Regions from separate parts of the Mus musculus genome. Here region 2 is linked to region 1. Evidence: chromatin contacts called from public Hi-C data. All regions are on one chromosome and are shown on one strand. Each heading gives the region's core, a stretch centred on a gene start, on an enhancer-like site or on the middle of the called end of the contact. The rest is flanking DNA. Distances are from core to core; before and after follow the strand shown.

Region 1 (3,522 bases), core at 140-2,639:
TTGGGAGGCAGAGGCAGGTGAATTTCTGAGTTTGAGGCCAGCCTGGTCTACAAAGTGAGTTCCAGGACAGCCAGGGCTATACAGAGAAACCCTGTCTCGAAAACAACAACAGAAATAAAGAAAGAAAGAAAGAAAGAAAGAAAGAAAGAAAGAAAGAAAGAAAGAAAGAAAGAAAGACAGACAGACATATGGGAGGGAGGGAGGGAGGGAGGGAGGGAGGGAGGGAGGGAGGGAGGGAGGGAAGAGGTGAGAGGGGAGAGAGAGAGAGAGAGAGAGAGAGAGAGAGAGAGAGAGAATATAGTGGAGGGCTGGGGTGTAGCTTAGTTGGTAAAGTACATGCCTAGCAACCACACAGGCCTGCATTCAGTACCGACCATCACACAAAACTGTGCATAGTGCAGATGCCTGTGACTCCAATACTCTGAAGATGGGGAGAGAGAATTTGGAGCCCAAAGTTATCTCCTGCTACATAGTAATTGGAGTCCTGAAACAGTAGAGTCCAAAGAAATGGCCAAGAAAGACACTTTTAGAGTTTCTAGAGGAATAACAATACATTTTCTAAAGAAATGACAGAACACGGCTGGAGAGGCAGCTCAGTAGTTAAGCACACATACTGCTCTTTTGTTAGTAATTTCTTTAGATTATATATTTTGTCTGTGGATGTTTAACACACGTATGGATGTGTCTGTGTCTGTGTCTGTGTGTCTGTGTGTCTGTGTATCTGTGTGTCTGTGTCTGTGTACCATATGCATTCCTGCTGCCCAGAGAGGCCAGAAGAGGGCCTCAGATTCCTTGAAACTGGAGTTACAGATGGTTGTGAGCCACCACATGGGTGCTGGCAATCAAATCCTGGTCAGCCAAAGGGCAGCCAGTGCTCTTCACTGCTGAGCCGTCTCTCTGGTCTGTGGACACACTGCTCTTGCAGAAGACTCAAGTTAGGTTCCCAAAGGCCACACAACATCTCACAGCTGCCTTAACGCCAGGCCCAGGTTTCCAGTGTACTCTTCTGGCCTCCATGGGCACCTACCTGCACACAGGTACACACGTACGTACACACACACACACACACACACACACACACACACACTTACATAATCTTAAAAGAGTTTCTCTTCAGGTGTCAGGTGATTCAGCTTCCTTAAGAGCAGAATAAGCATTTAGAAAAAACTCACAACCACAAAACCACAGCATATAGTCGCAGGCCCCAAGTCCTTCTGGAGAGTTAGCAGTATCAGTTAGCTTGGTGGAAGCTACAGGGGTTTCTGGTCACTGTTAAAGACCCCAGGCCCAGAGACTGCTGGTGTTGGTTACTGACAAGGAACTCGGTTGACGCTACACCCTGAAACAGTTACACAGCTACATAGATGAGACTGGACCTAGACTTTTGACCTTGCCCAGCACTGGGTAAAAGTCTCTGAAGCCCGTTCACTTCTCAGCCCAGTAATGGTCTAGGAAAGAGCCTAGACTGACTCTGGAAACCTGAGCTCGGGGCCCTATTTTGACCATCAACTCCTCGTGAAATCCCAGCCCCTCTCGCCTGCTCTGCCCTGTCCTCATTTTGCCTCTGGGAAAGATTCACGGCTTGGATAGTGTGAGCTCCAAGGTCCCTTCTCAGCTCTGCTCTGGCTGCCTCAGATCCTCAGCTTGTGTTAGGTACACCTGGGACAGGGTCCAAGCCATTCCTAAAGGGGTCAAACAGATTAACCATTGGGCTGGGTCAGTTCCAAAATAATTCAAAAATTAACCTAGTTTCGTGTTTTCTCTTTTAATCTTTACCAGGCATAACTCTATGGTGAGGTCCTGCCTCCGTGGTCCAGGTGCCATTGTCCAGCCCTCCAGATCAGAGTTTGCCACTCCCTGCAACTTTTTTTTTCCTATTAAATTCTGCCAATCCTTACCTCCTCCATCAAACCTCTTCTGCCTCCTCAAGACCCTCTGCCATAGCCTCCTCCACTGTATCTCACATAAAGGTGGCCACCTGGGTTGTGGTGACTGTATGCTATGGCTTTCCTCTTGCCTGGATACTTCCTTTGGAGTAGAAATCATGCCATGTCTGACCCTCGATCCTATGAGCCCACGCTTGACATAAACTCATTATTGAGATGACCACTTGAGATTTATTTTGTTTGTTTTTTTTTTCTGTAATTTGTTTTTTTCTATAATTTGTCAGGTGACATGGGCTGATCACTTGACAAGCAAGTCCCAGGTCACATGAAAAGTGAAGCAGTTTGCTTTAAAACCAGACAGTACCTGGTTACAGTAAACTCCAGTGGAGATACCAGAGTTCTTTACTCTAGCTGTGACACTGGAAAATTTCTCTACTGCCTTGTAAGAAAATGTAGCTAGGAGACTAGGAGACTAGGAGACGGTTCAGTTGGTGGATGGGCTTGCCTTCCTGGCATACATAAAGCCCTGGGTTCAAGTCTCAGCACCACATGAATTGAACATGGTAGGCATGCCTGTGATCCCAACACTGGGGAAATGGAAACAAGATGAGAGGAAGTTCAAGGTCATCTTCAGATATGAAGTACATCTAAAGCCAGTGCCTAGGCTACAGGAAACAAGGATGAGGGAGAAGAGAAGAGGAGGGGGAGAAAGGAGAAACAAAGAGGAAGGAAGGAGAAGGAAGGAGGAAAGGTAGAGGGGAGGGTGAGGGAAGAAAGAAATAGGAGGATGGAGGAAAAGAAGAGGGGTGGGGAGGAGGATGGGGAAGGAAGGAAGAGGAGAGGAGAAGGGAAGGAGGTAGGGAGGGAAAGAAGAAGAGGAAAGAAACTGGGCAGCAAGAGCTGCTCCCATCCTGCTTGTACACACACACACACACACACACACACACACACACACACACAGACACACACAGTGCAGAAATATCTTCATGTTCCAGCCTGTCTCAGGCTTCACTCCTGAAAATCTAAGACCATCTCCTCCTGCTATTATTATCACTGTTCTTGAAGCAAACAACAGTGTAGTGCAGCCCCCAGCCCCAGGCAACCCACAGTGCTAGGTCCTCACAGTTCTCCTCAAGCCCCTCCTCCCTCCTCTGTAACAACGGGATTGACAGGCCAAAGAGAAGGGTGGAAAGTCTGCATTGAAGGTTGGTTTTCTAGAGAGGCCATGATGAGATGGTTTAGGCAACAAAAATGTATCTTCCCTCAGTTCTAGAAGCTGCGGGTCCAAGATGAAGGTTGGTTTCTCCCTCAGCCTCCTTCCTTGGCTTGCCTTTCATTGGTCCTTGCTGTCACTGTGTCTGTCAAGTTTCCACTGTTTTACGAGGACAACAGTTAACAGCACTGGCTGCTCTTCTGGAGGACCTGGGTTCAATTCCCAGCACCCGCCTGACAGCTCACAACCATTTGTAACTCCGGTTCCAGGGAATCTGATGTTCCCTTCTGACATCCTCTGGCACCAGGCATGCACATGGTATGCATGCATACATTCAGGTAAAACACTCATACACATAAAATAAGTCTTTGGGAGAGAGAGAGGGAGGGAGGGAGAGAGAGGGAGAGAGAGGGGGAAGGAAGG
Region 2 (3,342 bases), core at 628-3,127, 86 kb before region 1:
TCCAGGCCCAAGGCTAGATTGATGAATATAGCCCCGGAGAAGATGTCTGCCTGCAAGGAGAGAAGAGAGGCAGAAGTGAGAGAGGCTATCTGGACACAGGGGTATTCCTGGGTTTTCAAGCAAGCTTTATTCATAATAGTACATTAATAGTATTAATAGTATATTAAGCTTTATTCATAATAATAGTTAGCACATTACAAGAAGGATTCTGTGGTCATAATTTTTAAAAAATCTATGAAATGCTAGATTAAGCAAATTGAAAGTGGCCACATGCCACACGACGTCCCTTAATCTTTAGTACCATACACTGTGAGTCCCTCACTGAGGATCATGGGACAAGATGCTCCACAAACATTTAACTATGAAAGAGTCTGTCAGCATCCCACCCGTCAGCTGCTGCCCTTAGCCATGACTCCTAGCTTTTTCGCATCCGTGTGCACAGGTCTGCCCACAAAAACAAGTCTTAATGCTTCAGATCTGCAAGTGGGAAACCTAGCCCCACTCACCAGCTTCTTCAGCAGAATTTTAATTTTACCTGCCTGGCCCAAAAAGACTTCATCCGGAACACCAAGGGCCTCTCACAAGCTTCTAGTGATTCGGCTTACACTGTCTGGAGTAATTTTCAGGGGGGGCTTGTTCCCTCATACTGTCGAATCCACTGTGTTCTTTATACAATTCTTCCAATCTCTACCTCTAATTAAGCTACATGGCTGGGTGATGTGCAGTTTCTAATTTAAAACAGCAGAGGGTGCCAAAATGTTGTGCTACCAGGAAGAGGCGACTTGGTAAATCTTTTCAGATTTGGCAGAGAGAAATTAGACTTCTTCATGGAATGTATGAGGTTTTATTTTATTGCATAATATCTAATAAATTTTAGAAATCTGCAAAATAATCCAATCAGACTCCTTGGGAAGGGACCAACAAAGGGGTTGGACTCTTACACACACACACACACACACACACACACACACACACAGTTTTCATGAGCCTCTTCCTCACTCTATTGCAGTTGCTTAGAGCCCTGCAGTGCTTAGGTCCCCTCCCACATCCTTCCGCCCTTTGCTATGGTTTCAGTGTGTCATAAAGTTGAGAATTTAATGCCTAAATCCACATACTGATGTTATTCGTGCATGCTCGCAGGTGCAGATGCTTAAGTGTTGCCTAATAGAAAACTTAATTTTATGATATGCTGCTTGTATCCAGCACAGATAAAGGAAACTTTTGTGCTTAATCGAAACAGAAAGAAAGGAAGAGAGGGAGGGAGGGAGGGAGGAGAGAGAAGGAAAGGAAGAGAGAGAGAGAGAGTACAAACTCTTCCTCTCATGAATTCTATCCTGGGGACCCCAAAATTCCTACTAAGGATACCATAACTAAGTGACTATAGCTGACCCCAGCTGAGTAAACCTGTTTTATTTCGAAGGCTCAGGTGTTGGTTTTTAGCCCCTACTATCCGCCTCAATTGTCAGTGTTTTCCTGGGGGTGTTTTTCTTCCTTTCTAGGGAATTTTACAGTTTACCAAGACTAACACAGCACGCATTATTTTGATATTCAAAAAGGTATTGGTGTTTGCTCCTTTCTGCCTATACTTTGGGGATTGCAGTCAGACAATGAAATTCTCAAGACATGTTGAACAGCACAAACTTCTCTCATTGGAAAGAGATTGGGAATTAATACGTAAAGTACAAGCTGCCAAGGAAAGCTCAAAGTCTTATGGCATTAGGAGATGAAAAGTTAAAACTTCAGCAGGAAACGGTAAGTACTGAAAACACAATGTAAGAAAAAGAAAAATTCTGAATCAGCTGTTTGCAGATCCATGTGACCTCAGCCAACCAGCCATTTGCTGATTGATCTACATGACCTCACTGGCGCGGAGAACGACCTGCTGAATTCAAACTAATAAACAAAGATGAAGGAAATGGCCGAGAGAGTAAGACAAGAATGCCGACATTTAAGAGGCCAAGTTGGAAAAGCGAAACTGGAAGCTGAGAGGTTGAGTTTGCTCTTCTGTGGCCCTGGAAGAAGAACAGATACGGTGTTTGGAAGAGCAACAGTAACTCCGTACCGTGGAGAGAGAAGGATAATCAAGCTAAGGTAAACTACAACAATCTGAAAGTGCTCAGAAAAGAGAAATTCTCTTCATGGAAACGAATTAAAGAGACAACAGGAGAAACTGGAAGCCTCGGAGGCAAAGAAAGAATTAAAAACAGAAAACCTGGGCTAAGTAGGCAAAATGTTCTATTTGAAGAATATACAAGACTTGAAAATCACTAAAGGATACACAGAGAAGATTTAATGAACTTCAAAGTCTCAGTTTTGGTTCCTAACATGTCCCCAACAGCATCCGGGAATTCTGCTGACTGTTATCAGCCTCAGCTCCTGGACTAGGTCGCTCCTTCCCTCATCAAATGGAAGCCTGTCTACTTCCCAAAACATCAAAAGCATAAAAAAAAGCACACAAGAGAACTAGAAAAAACTCGGATCTCCCGGGGGAAGGATGTGGGAAGAAATGGGCGAGGTCAGAGACTCAACATTGGGACAAGTTCAACACCAGGCACTGAGATACTTTATCACTGTTTGCCAGACTACATGAGCCATCTCAAGAAAAGGTACCAGTGACATGCACTGCCTAAGTTCCAGGATTTTACCATTATACTAATGAAAGGGAAGCATTCTGAGAGCTTCAGAGCTAAATGTTCTGAATTTAGATGTTGACAATCTTTGCCAATATAAAATAGGGAACTAGTTAATTAAGAAATATGTTTTCAAATTATTATGTTTGACATTATTGAATTTTTCTGGCATTTTGCCTGAAATATATCCAACTTGAATTCCTTTTTCCTCATCTTTGAGATATCTGCTTGGCCAATAACAAGATCAGTAAACATTTGGCTTATTATAAACAAAAGTCATAAATCTCAAGGATTTTGGAAAAGGTAACCATAACCACTTAGAAGTAGAAAAAAACTCTTAAAAGTTTATAAATATATGCTCATTATAGGAATTTTACATTTTCTAAAAGCTATGCACTTGATGTATTAAATAACTTAATAAATATTTTTGTACCTAAAAATGTATTGATGTTTGTCTGGCTGTGGTTTCAAGGTTGATGATTTTGTATTGAACAGACTATCAGGTTTATTATTGTCATTGTCATCGTCATCGTCATCATCATCATCCCTGGGAGTGATTCCCTCTCTCAATCAGCAGTTGTCTTTAGTTCATTGTCTAGGAGTGGGGCACATAAGGCTTTTCCTGTTCTCTGTTAGTGTTCTGTACTGATGCTGCCATTGTTTCTGTCTTATTTATGCAGCCATTATACAGACAAACGTGTATGTGTGTGTA

What was found. A called contact is a pair of places that touch in the nucleus more often than the background predicts.
Region 2: a contact with region 1 is called in a Hi-C map of liver, with 4 times the contacts expected there. The contact joins two enhancer-like sites. A contact is called at or near these places in 9 of 39 promoter capture datasets (the 3T3-L1 cell line, embryonic stem cells, hippocampal neurons and 3 more), 4 of 15 datasets of contacts at CTCF or cohesin (CD8 T cells, embryonic stem cells and large pre-B cells), 200 of 484 Hi-C or Micro-C datasets (the 3T3-L1 cell line, 3T3-L1-derived adipocytes, the 4T1 cell line and 108 more), 23 of 115 datasets of contacts at active chromatin or transcription factors (the 230-238 cell line, PVALB interneurons, acute myeloid leukemia and 15 more) and 3 of 9 other capture datasets (adipose tissue, liver and pancreatic islet).

Annotation. Positions count from the first base shown.
Region 1 is chr5:33,054,433-33,057,954 of GRCm38.p6, reverse strand. No RefSeq gene overlaps it. Among named protein-coding and RNA genes, the nearest start is that of Gm40278, 16 kb to the right of the region's middle. Within about 2 kb of position 1,389, at least 6 of the 459 cell types and tissues checked have an H3K27ac peak or open chromatin away from gene starts, as enhancers often do. A contact at or near this core is called in liver, where this site is marked.
Region 2 is chr5:33,140,671-33,144,012 of GRCm38.p6, reverse strand. It overlaps Slc5a1 (solute carrier family 5 (sodium/glucose cotransporter), member 1), which reads right to left. Exons shown (of 15, transcript NM_019810.4): 6 at 1-50. Among named protein-coding and RNA genes, the nearest start is that of Slc5a1, 38 kb to the right of the region's middle. Within about 2 kb of position 1,877, at least 12 of the 459 cell types and tissues checked have an H3K27ac peak or open chromatin away from gene starts, as enhancers often do. A contact at or near this core is called in liver, where this site is marked.